Linked DNA regions of Zea mays: region 1 is linked to region 2. The links are chromatin contacts, called in public Hi-C maps. All regions are on one chromosome and are shown on one strand. The core of a region is the stretch at or near the end of the contact, and the rest is flanking DNA. Distances in the headings are between cores, read along the strand shown. Region 1 holds the start of LOC100191479 (putative Transmembrane 9 family protein member 2). Region 2 holds the start of LOC100280879 (TTN10).

What was found. Hi-C and Micro-C count contacts between places; a contact is called where the count stands out from the background.
Region 1: a contact with region 2 is called in a Hi-C map of ear, with 2.3 times the contacts expected there. The contact joins the promoter of LOC100191479 here to the promoter of LOC100280879 in region 2. A contact is called at or near these places in 2 of 25 Hi-C or Micro-C datasets (ear and tassel).

What each region holds. Positions count from the first base shown.
Region 1 is chr10:48,566,084-48,571,389 of Zm-B73-REFERENCE-NAM-5.0, forward strand. It overlaps LOC100191479 (putative Transmembrane 9 family protein member 2), which reads left to right and starts at 3,601. Exons shown (of 7, transcript NM_001136911.3): 1 at 3,601-3,819; 2 at 4,852-5,016; 3 at 5,107-5,216; 4 at 5,301-5,306. The coding sequence starts at 3,709.
Region 2 is chr10:47,765,208-47,770,857 of Zm-B73-REFERENCE-NAM-5.0, forward strand. It overlaps LOC100280879 (TTN10), which reads left to right and starts at 3,334. Exons shown (of 7, transcript NM_001153799.2): 1 at 3,334-3,595; 2 at 3,830-3,908; 3 at 3,996-4,067; 4 at 4,418-4,521; 5 at 4,934-5,026. The coding sequence starts at 3,864.

The sequences.
Region 1 (5,306 bases), core at 2,351-4,850, 800 kb after region 2:
ATTTTCACTAATATCTGAAACAACAATTACTTCATTATATTCATTCAAGGACAAGCGCCACACAATCAACATCATGTTTAAACTCAAATCAATACGTGTTGAGTAAATCATCCTTTTACATGTTACCAGGAGTCTAAGGAACTACAGTTTGGGTTGTTCCAGATTTGAGTGTCATACCTAAATTTGGTTACTTGTAAGTCCATATTAAATGTTTTTAGTATTGTATCTTCATTTTAGAGTGAGAAATCTGCTACTCAATTTATAATGATTTTTAGAACCACAGTGAGCTAATATCCAATTACTCAAAGTGTTAGAAGAATCTTGTTTTTATCTACTTGCGCTGCTGTTGCAAACAATGACCTTCTTAGTTGGCTATGAATGTAACACATACTTTTGAATAGAAAGCAACGATTTTTGAAGCCTAATACTACCCAATCTGTGTTGTTTGCACAGCAATGCTTTTTTAATGAGTTATCTTCAGTTCAATGTGATTTATTCATTGTTTTTACACTTGAGCAGGTTCTAGGTGACAAGGACCGAACACCCAAAAAGGTACCCCATGTCTTTTCTTTTCTTTACTCCTATAAAGCAATAATTTTTCTGGTTTCCATGTCATCCCTTTTGCAAAAAAAATTCTTGTATATCTGTATGTTCATTTGTTGAAAATGTGTTACTATAGCAATGTTGATGACATAAATATACCATAAGTTATATTGGAATTTGTGGTGCCAGTATGAAGTTGTTCTTAAACATTATTGGTTGCTATGGAGACAGAGTTAAATATAGAAATTATGGTTCCTTGTTTTTGTTGGAATTAGAATTTGTTTCAGTTCTGTTCCTAATACACATGGATTTTTGGTACAAGTATTGTTGATTTCTTTGGAATCAGAACCAATTAGGTTTTAGTTCATAATAGGATTACATTTCATTGTGTTTATATTGGAGCTATAATTTGTTTTATTTCTGTAACTAATGTGTCAACTGATTTTTTTTACAGCACGCCAGCCTCCTCCTCCAGCTCCTGTTCGAGATGGTGGTGGCTTCATGTTTGGAGGAATCAGGTCCACCATTGCTGAAGGTGGTATGGTATTCAAAGCTTGTTCTTTTCTGGATAGCTTCAGCTATAAACATTATCATAGTCCTTGAATTGAATGAACACATTGTTTCAGGTATGACATTTGGTATGGGTAGTGCCATTGCACACAGGGAACATGACTGTTGACACTATATTGGGTCCTCGGACCATTCAGCATGAGACTGTTGTCTCAGAAGCTGCTGCTGCCACCCCGGCTGCTCCAGCGATCAATGTTGATGCTTGCAGCATCCATTCTAAGGCTTTCCAATATGTATGTTTGCTTGCCACTTTCTGTTTCCTAATTTTTCTTCGGTCTGGTGCATCAAACATTTGGTTTGTCACTTCATAGTAAAGGTTGTGGTAACTTATTTAGTTGTACAAGAGCTACATGTGGCCATTCACATTTTGTTTGTTATATATTCCCTTCATCTTGAAAAACTTCATTTTAAATAAAGGGTCCAATTTTGGTAATATGTGAAATGCCTGATATATGGCCCTTATCTGTTATTTAAACAGGTCTGTTCAGTTAAATAAATATTTATGTAACTATTAGGTATCTTTGTTTTTAGCTGATGTTTGGTCTAATGTGAGTGACATTACTAAGTGACTGTCAATTTCCTCTGGGACAATGAACCTGCAAGTATCAAGAGGTGCCTGTTTTTTCTTTTACCGAGCCTGCTAATTACTTGTCATCAAAGCTAGGCTCTCAAGCAATTTTTACAAGGGTATGATCGTTTTACACGGTTGGCTTTGTTGAGACCATGTTAAGAATTATGGACCTGCTTTTTGTATACTGATTTGATGATGTCGTCACTGGCTTTTTCGGTTGATGCAGTGTAACGTTGACATGTTGGACGAGTGTCGTGGTGGTGGTGTGTCTGCCTAAGCTGCCTCTATTGGGATTATTCGTGGTTTTTATTCCATTCATGGTATCTGATTAGTTATAATAAGACACGGTGAAACTTTGATCGACCATGTCCACATCTTGAAGCTACGGTTCCTGGGATTCATACATTTTGTTATCCTATGTTGTATCTTGGTCTCTGTGATCATAAATATTAAAACGAAGCTGTTATGTTGGAATATGTGTGTGTATTTTTTCTGATCGTACATAGGGAAACCTGTTTTTGGTAATCAGGTTCATTCCGTTAATAATTTTGCGGACTCACAGGCCTACAAACACGCGCTGTTTTCAATCGTGGCGTAGTTGTCTATCTGGAAAGGTGGTCTTAAGATAAAGTTGACGAAATTTTACATTGGTAGTAGCTCTTGGCCAACTTTTTTGCATTTTAGCCTTTTAGGGTATTATTTTCACAAATACACCCTTTGCAGTTTCATTTAAAAAAATGGACCCCGGCTCGGCGCCATTATAATTGGCGCCGAGACAACGCGTGACGGCGCCAACTTTAATGGCGCCTGTTTAGGTGCCGTGGATGGTGATGTGGCAGGGGTTGGCGCCATAGATCTTGGCGCTGGCATCTCGTGTCAGGGGGTCAGCACCATACATCTTGACGCCGATCCCTGGTGTCGGCATCACGTGTCAGGCGCCGACCCCCTTTATATATCACACGAATTCTGTATTTTTCTCAATTTTTTTTAAAGTCGTCTTCATCAATTTTAAAGTAGTTCATTGCCAAATAATATTGCTCGACACTAAATAATACAGAATAAAAAATTATATATTTTCGTTGCAACGCACGTGCACTCACCTAGTCCATTAATTAAGCACTAAAAAAAGGACACTTTGCACGGTGTAGCTGACAGGTGGGCTGGTCGTGCCGGGCCCGTACGTCACAGTTGCTGTGCCGATACTGGGTCACTGTAGGGTCACCAGCAATGGTTCAGGTCGGCCGGCTGCTTGTGCTATTCTTCCAGTCGTGCCCGTGCGTGCTCTCCCCACCACCCCAGCAACACACGTAATACACCACCAAACTCACTTTTTTCCGTGATGCGCACCTAACATGCCCACTGACGCATGGGCCCTCTTCGATCCCTTTAGCGTGCGCGGGCCCCACCTGCCCGAATTGTTTGGCACGAACGCAAGCAAAGCTCGAGTTGTCACGTAGGTGAGACGTTCCAGTCCCACGACACTGCTTGCTAAACCAACCAACACCTGTACAGCACTACCACTGAAACGTGGGACGGACGTGCTAGCAGGTAGTCGGGCCATGGTGTCAGTGTAAGGCTTTTCGTTGCGATCGTGTGGCACTAAAAAATTGTAGCTTACTGACAGGTGGGACCACCCGAAGTGCACCTGGAGGTAACTCGTGGAACCAAGTTTATCCATTATCGAAACTCACCGGCGGTAAAAAGAAGCAACATGGAACTGTGCAAGGGCTGTCCCGCACAAAACTTTTCTAATCTCACTGGTAATGGGACCATGCGACCACATTGCACATGTCGGGCCCACCTGGCGGCGATAGTACAGCGAGTCTGGGTTGGGTGCGCAACGTTCGTGCCGCTACGGCTCGGCGCCTGTATGCGTCTGCAGTCCATTAAACCACCACCATCTCTTCGCGCAACGCAGCGGAAAAGCGCCATCTCATTCTTCTTCCTCCATCTTGTCTCTACTTGCCCCGCGCCGGGGAGCCGCGAGCGTCGCGCCACTCCCATCGCCTGCCCACAACTCCGGCATGGAGCCGTCGGCGTGGGCCGTCGCCTTCGCCGCACTCTGCATCGTCGCGCTCGCGCCGCCGGCCTCAGGGTTCTACCTCCCCGGCGTCGCGCCCAATGACTTCGAGAAGGTACGCGTAAGACAGCCACCCTTTGTCTCGCCTCCGTTTCTCCTCCTGGGCTCCTGGCACGAGATCTCCTCCCTAGCGCTTTGTGTGTTTGGGGATCGCGTGCGGTTCGGATCTGCTGTCGGCCGCCCCAGATCTGCGAACGCGCGGGTCGGCCGCATCGAGATCTGGCTGCGCGTGTTCGCGACGATTCTCGCTCTCCGCGCAATCAGTGGCGCTCAGAATGTTTCGGTCCTATGAGCCGTGCAAAAAGCTTCATATGTGCTTCCCCCGTCACGTTCTCGTCGTGAGATTCATCGCGGGTGGATGCGTGATGGAGACTGAAACAACGGAGATGTGCTTTCACCGGGAAATGCCCAGAGGCCAGAGTGTGCACCTAGGAGAATGTGGAGCTGCAAAACTTTACATTTACGAGTGTCTGAGTCCTCCGGCGATAAAATTCAGAGAAGGATCATATTAGGTTGTTACATTTTTAATACAAGTCGTTGTTGATTACTATATACTAGTTATGTCAACTGTTCTGATCTGGAATGTAGTTTTCATTGATTTTGTAGCGTTAAACCTAAGTACCTGTGAAGAACCTAGTTTTCACACTGCTATCGTGACAGCAGTTGCATTTTATTTGACCCTTTATCTGTAATTTTTTTGAAATTATTTTATGTTTCGTTGTATGTTTTATTTGTCTGTTTGTCAGTATCTGACCTATTGTCTTCCTACTTGTTATTAGCATTTGTCTTGAGTTTATATATTCATGTTAATACTGTTTGACATATTTAATAGCATGTGCGTCCTCGTGCTGTCTTATTACTTTCAATGTTGGAGACATGTTTCTACTACATTATTACTACTACTGTACTAAATTATAAGAAGTTCGGTTTTCTTAGATACATTGCTTTTATTATGTATCTAAGATAGTGAGTATATGTCTAAATGCACAGCGAAAGTTATGAATCTAGAAATGCTAAACCGTCTTATAATTTAGAATGGAGGGCTTAGATGTTTATGAGAAATATTTTATATTAAATATCATTACAGAAAGATCCACTTCCTGTGAAAGTCAACAAGCTGACCTCAATCAAGACACAACTTCCCTACTCCTACTATTCTCTCCCATTCTGCAAGCCGGATACCATAGTTGACAGTGCAGAAAATCTCGGTGAAGTTCTTCGTGGAGATCGCATTGAAAACTCTCCCTATACGGTTTGTTCTTTCACTGTGCATTGGTTTATCTGATCAGTGTTTGACACCTTGGGCACTAGTTTGACTGTTGAGCATATATATTTTTTTCAGTTTGAAATGAGGGAGCCTCAGATGTGTCAAGTAGTCTGCAAGATATCTGTTGGGGAGAAAGAAGCAAAGCTTCTCAAGGAGAAGATTGAAGATGAATACCGTGTTAACATGTTCGTCAATAATTTCGCTGCTTGATTCATGATCAGTTATTCATGTCTATCAGTTGTTGAAATGTAATTTCTTTAAATTGACAGGATTCT
Region 2 (5,650 bases), core at 2,084-4,583:
CTTCCGCCATAATGACCGCGTCAAAAAAGATGCGCCACGTCATTCGATTTTGTATCCTTTTCCTCTTCCTCTTTCTCTCTCTTACAACAGGGACCGGGAAAGGGGATACCCCGAAAGGGCTCCTTCTCCGCGAAGGAAACGGGCCCCGAGCCCCCCTACTGATCAGAGGTTCGAAGGCTGGCCCCTCGGAAGGGTTCAACAGCCGCCTCAGAGCACTCGGGCTCCGCGCCCACTACTGGTCAGGGGTTCGAAGGTCGGCCCCTCGAAAGGGTTCAACGGCCGCCTCAGGCCACTCGGGCTCCGCGCCCATTACTGATCAGGGGTTCGTAGGCTAGCCCCCGAAGGGTTCGACAGCCGCCTCAGACGTAGAGCGAGGGATGACCCTGGGTACGTTCGATACATAACCAAGGCTCGGGCTACGCTCCCGAGGTACCCTAGGACATTTCCGAGACCGACGGGAACGATTTTGTAACGGAATCCCACCAGAGGGAGGCATCGAGCCCTCGGACCCCGTCAAAAGGGGACCGGGTCCGACAAATCACCCGCAGGTACTTTTGGAGCGCGCCTCCGGGCCACTAGCCGACCCCTAACGAATGGGGCACGGGCGTCCACTCGGATTACCCGTTAGCAGCTCACTGGAGACACCATGTTCGGCGCCCTCCAAGGGCAACATGGCGCTTTTCCCCCCCTCCTCCTTGCGGAAAGGCGACGCAGGGGCGTATGTAAAAAAGTCGAGTCTGTCCTTGACCGTCCTCTCGCTCTGTGCGGAGGCTCGGGGGCTGCTCTCGCAAACCCGGCTCCGGCCAAACCGTTGACAGCGTCAACATACCAGCCCGAGAACTTGGGACTCGACTGTGCACCCGGGCTACGACTAGTTCGCATGAGGGAACAACCAGACCGGCCGAACAATCGCGAAACACATTAAGACCTCGAAGGAGTCAAACCACTCCTCCGAGGCCTCGGGGGCTACACCCGGCGGGTGCGCTCGCGCGCACCCACCGGAACGAAACGCAACTGAGAAAGGCCGGTCCCCTTGCAAAAAAGTGCGACAAAAGCCTCCAAGCGAGTATTAACACTCCCTTTGAGGCTCGGGGGCTACTGTCGGGGACCATAATTAGGGGTACCCCCAAGACTCCTAATCTCAGCTGGTAACCCCCATCAGCACAAAGCTGCAAAGGCCTGATGGGTGTGATTAAGTCAAGGCTCGGTCCACTCAAGGGACACGATCTCGCCTCGCCTCGGGCAGGGGCAGCCAACCCCGGAGGATTCATGTCTCGCCCGAGGGCCCCCTCAAGCAACGGACACACCTTCGGCTCGCCCGAGGCCCAGTCTTCGCCGAGAAGCAACCTTGACCAGATCGCCACGCCAACCGACCGTATCGCAGGAGCATTTAATGCAAAGGTGGCCTGACACCTTATCCTGACGCATGCCCTTCAGTCGACTGAGTCGAAGTGACCGCAGTCACTTCGCCGCTCCACTGACCAGCCTGACAAGAAGACAGCGCCGCCCGTGTCGCTCCGACTGATGTGCCACTCGACAGAGTGAGGCTGACAGCGGCCAAGTCCGGCCTCGGGCGCCATAGGAAGCTCCGCCTCGCCCGACCCTAGGGCTCGGACTTGGGCTCGGCCCCAGAAGACGACGAACTCCGCCTCGCCCGACCCTAGGGCTCGGACTCGGGCTCGACCCTGGAAGACGACGAACTCCGCCTCGCCCGACCCCAGGGCTCGGACTCGGGCTCGGCCCCGAAAGACGACGAACTCTGCCTCGCCCGACCCCAGGGCTCGGACTCGGCCTCGGCCCCGGAAGACGACGGACTCCGCCTCGCCTGATCCCATGGCTCGGACTCGACCTCGACCTCGGAGGACAGACTCGACCCCGACCTCGGAGGAGCCACCGTATCGCCCGACCCAGGGCTCGGACCAACCACATCATAGGGGGAGCCATCATTACCCTACCCCTAGCTAGCTCAGGCTACGGGGAACAAGACCGGCGTCCCATCTGGCTCGCCCCGGTAAACAAATAATGATGGCGCCCCGCGTGCTCCGTGACGACGGCGGCTCTTAGCCCCTTACGGAAGCAAGGAGACGTCAGCAAGGACTCGACAGCCCCGACAGCTGTCCTTCCGCAAGGCTCCAGCGCTCCTCCGACGGCCACGACATCACATGAACAGGGTGCCAAAACCTCTCCGGCTGCCACGACGGCATGTACTTAGGGCACTAGCTCCTCTCTGCTAGACACATTAGCACCATGCTACATCTCCTATTGTACACCTGGGCCCTCTCCTTACGCCTATAAAAGGAAGGTCCAGGGCACTCTGTACGGGAGGGTTGGCCGCGCGGGGGAACGGAACGGCGCGCATAAGCCTCTCGCTCCCTCCCACGCGGACGCTTGTAACCCCCTACTGCAAGCGCACCCGACCTGGGCGCGGGACAAACACGAAGGCCGCGGGTTTCCCCTTTACGCCTGTCTCCCTCTGGTTTCCCCCCTTCGCGCTCCGTCTCGCGCCGACCCATCTGGGCTGGGGCACGCTGCGACAATTTACTCGTCGGTCCAGGGACCCCCCGGGGTCGAAACGCCGACACTATGAAAGATCATTCTTGGATTTTTTTCATTAAATTTTCTTGTTAGATCTTATATAATACACTATCCTTTTACGGAATCAACGTGTTTTATTTGAATTGTTAATGACAAAGCACATATACAAATGTACAATCTTATATATTTTTGAGGTATGTAAACATCCACTTTTAATAATGCTAGCAAAAGTATAGAATAACAGTTAGTGTTTTTGCATATGAATGCATTTTATCATAGTGCTTCTTTATCTCAATATATTATATCATTACATGTTGACTCCATAACAAGGCACGTGCATACACATAGTGTATATATATATTATGTGTTTATAAGATTTAGCTGTATATATATTGTATATATAAATATTTATACTTGTTATATTATAAACTTATGATTTTTGTGAATTTATTATATTGTGAATTGTGTACTTGTGTTATTTGCGATTTTTATTGTATTATGAACTTGTGATATTATTATGTTATCTTTGCGATCTTTATTGTACTATGAACTTGTTATATTGTGTATTTTTTATACTGAACTTTCGTTTCCGAATTCGAGATATCTGAAATACCGATATCTAAACAACATCAAAGTAATCATTTCCGATTTTATTTTTGATAAATATGAAAATGATAATAATTTTAGTGTTTACCGATCATTTAGTATGCACTGGTACGTTACCACGAGTTTGGGCTCGGCATGGCCTGACAGACCTCGTGTACACATGCAAAGAAAACTACCTCGTGTACACGTCCCATCTTGCCGCCTTCAAAACCTATTGAGCGGGAAGCAAGGCCGCCAAAACCAAATCAGCAAATCCCCCATCCCTATCCAGCGGCTTCTGGCTCCTCCGCCAGGTCTTGCCGTCCAGCGGCCTCACCGCCCTCGAGATTTGCTCGGCACGGTCGCCTTGTTTGCCGCCTGCAGCGTTCTCCCACTCGGCTACGGGCTACGCCTGACGCCACCGTTAACGGCGACATCCGAACGGGCCCCGACACCCATCTCGCGCTCAGAAAAGGTAATGCTCGAAATTTGTTATGTTCTTCTCTCAGTGAGTGGTGTCTCAATATTAGGAGCTGATGCAAAGGTATGAATTCGAATTGATTCGCCCAATCCGGGTAAACACATGTAGCATGTAGTAGATGATAGTTCCGCCCCAAAGCTCGAGTTACATCGTATCCAGTCTGTTTATATTTGAACAATTACTTCCTGATACTCATTGACAAGACAATAATTGCTGGTGTATAATTAGGGATAAGCAGTTGTGATCCTGTCCTCTTGGTCGGATGCGGGGTTACTATGACATCGATGACATCCTCATGGAGGATGAGGTAATTCTAGATGCAGGATTTTATCTCCTCTTCGTGCATGGTGCTTGTGTATACCTGCTGAGTATATGTTTTTGGCTCTGCCTGCAGCCTATTTCAGTTGTTTTCCAAGTAACTGCAAATGGTGTTGGCCTGCTAGATCCTGGTGCTGAAAATAACTGTGTAAGTGTCTGCCCAATGAATTTTGTGCGCTTATGTTTCTAGTGCAACCTGTGCACACATGTTGTAAAATTCTTCTTATGTCCTCATGTCTACCAAATGCGATTTATGCAGTTCTTGAACAGTAGTTCGCTGAGAGGCTTCTTAAGCACTCCTTGACTTGTTTAAACTGATTAGGATTACTGCACTTCTTAAACATTATTGTTATGGCTGCAATATTTGTCATGAACTCCAACTGGGAAAGTGGAAATTGGAAGTTTTGCATTGCGGACGAACTTCACTCTTTCTACTAAAGTTGCTAATAGGGATGTTTCTCTTGTATAAAAGAGCATCTAAGTTTTTTTTATATCCAGGTAGAGAAGGGTGCCAAGGTGGACCTTCCATTTTGGCTTGCGCATGGGCTGCTGTCTCTGGAACAAGCTGTCTCAATAAACCCGCCTCCATGCTTCACACAGAAGTATGTTTTTTCAGTGTCTGTTATGGCATTACTGCTACACAGAAATTCTTGGAGCAACATCAAAGCATGAGAGAGCAAGGAGTATTCTTATTTGGAGAAACATACATAGAATTCCCTATCAACAACTTAATAAAAGGATCTGACTTTTTTTTGCCACCATTGTAGCCTTCCATAGTAAATAGTAACATTTTGCAGATCTTTCTCTTATAACTTAATGACAGAAGTTATTAAAGACATGAATCTTCATGAGTCATGACGGGAAACTTCAAATGGTTCTCCAGAATTTGACTTTTGCTGGATGGCTTGAGTTATGGTTCTGACTATTGAAAACTAAAGCGTGACATACAGGTTCTGTGGTACTATTCTTCTAACAAATCTGTACTTTGTTATCTCATTATCATATATACTGCAGAACTCGGAAGGAGATACAAGCTGATGCGTCCTGTGTGGATTTGAGGGCTCGTTGCCCATACTTCTATGAGCTAGGATGCAAGATTGTTCCTTTGTAAGTTCCCTCGCACTTTAGTCATGCATATTACTGAGGGTTCATTGCCTTTACTTTTATGAGCTAGTATATCCTTTGTAAGTTTCCCTGCTACTTCAGGAGTCATGGATATCATATATTTCACGGTTCTCTCAGTTTATTTTCAAGTCTTTTTGAAACATTGAATGCTTTATTTTCATTGAGACGAGCTTACAAGTGAACTGTTTCTGATACATGAGTACAATTGAATTTGCCACCTTTCATCATCAGCTTGCGTGTTGTTGAATTGGTAGTCCATGACTCTGAACAAATGTGTTTTCAGTATCTTTGCTCTTAGTGTCTTAATATTCTTACGAGTTATGACCAAATTCCTTTGGAATTCTCAGGAACATATTGAAATGTTTAAAGTTCAAGTAGCTGTGCTCTTGTCACATAAAAATATTGCTTTTATTCCATGTTAATTTGTTCAGAATAGCTTGAGGGCTTAAATAGCTCTCAAGTGTGCTGTTTCTGTTTTTCTTTTCTAACCTCAAAACCAAAAACCCATGACATCTCCTTTATTGAGGAAATAATAAACTGATATGGCATGACGGGAGTTTGAGAGTGTATCACCAAAGTAAGTAGGTTTAAGGCAGGGCAATAGAT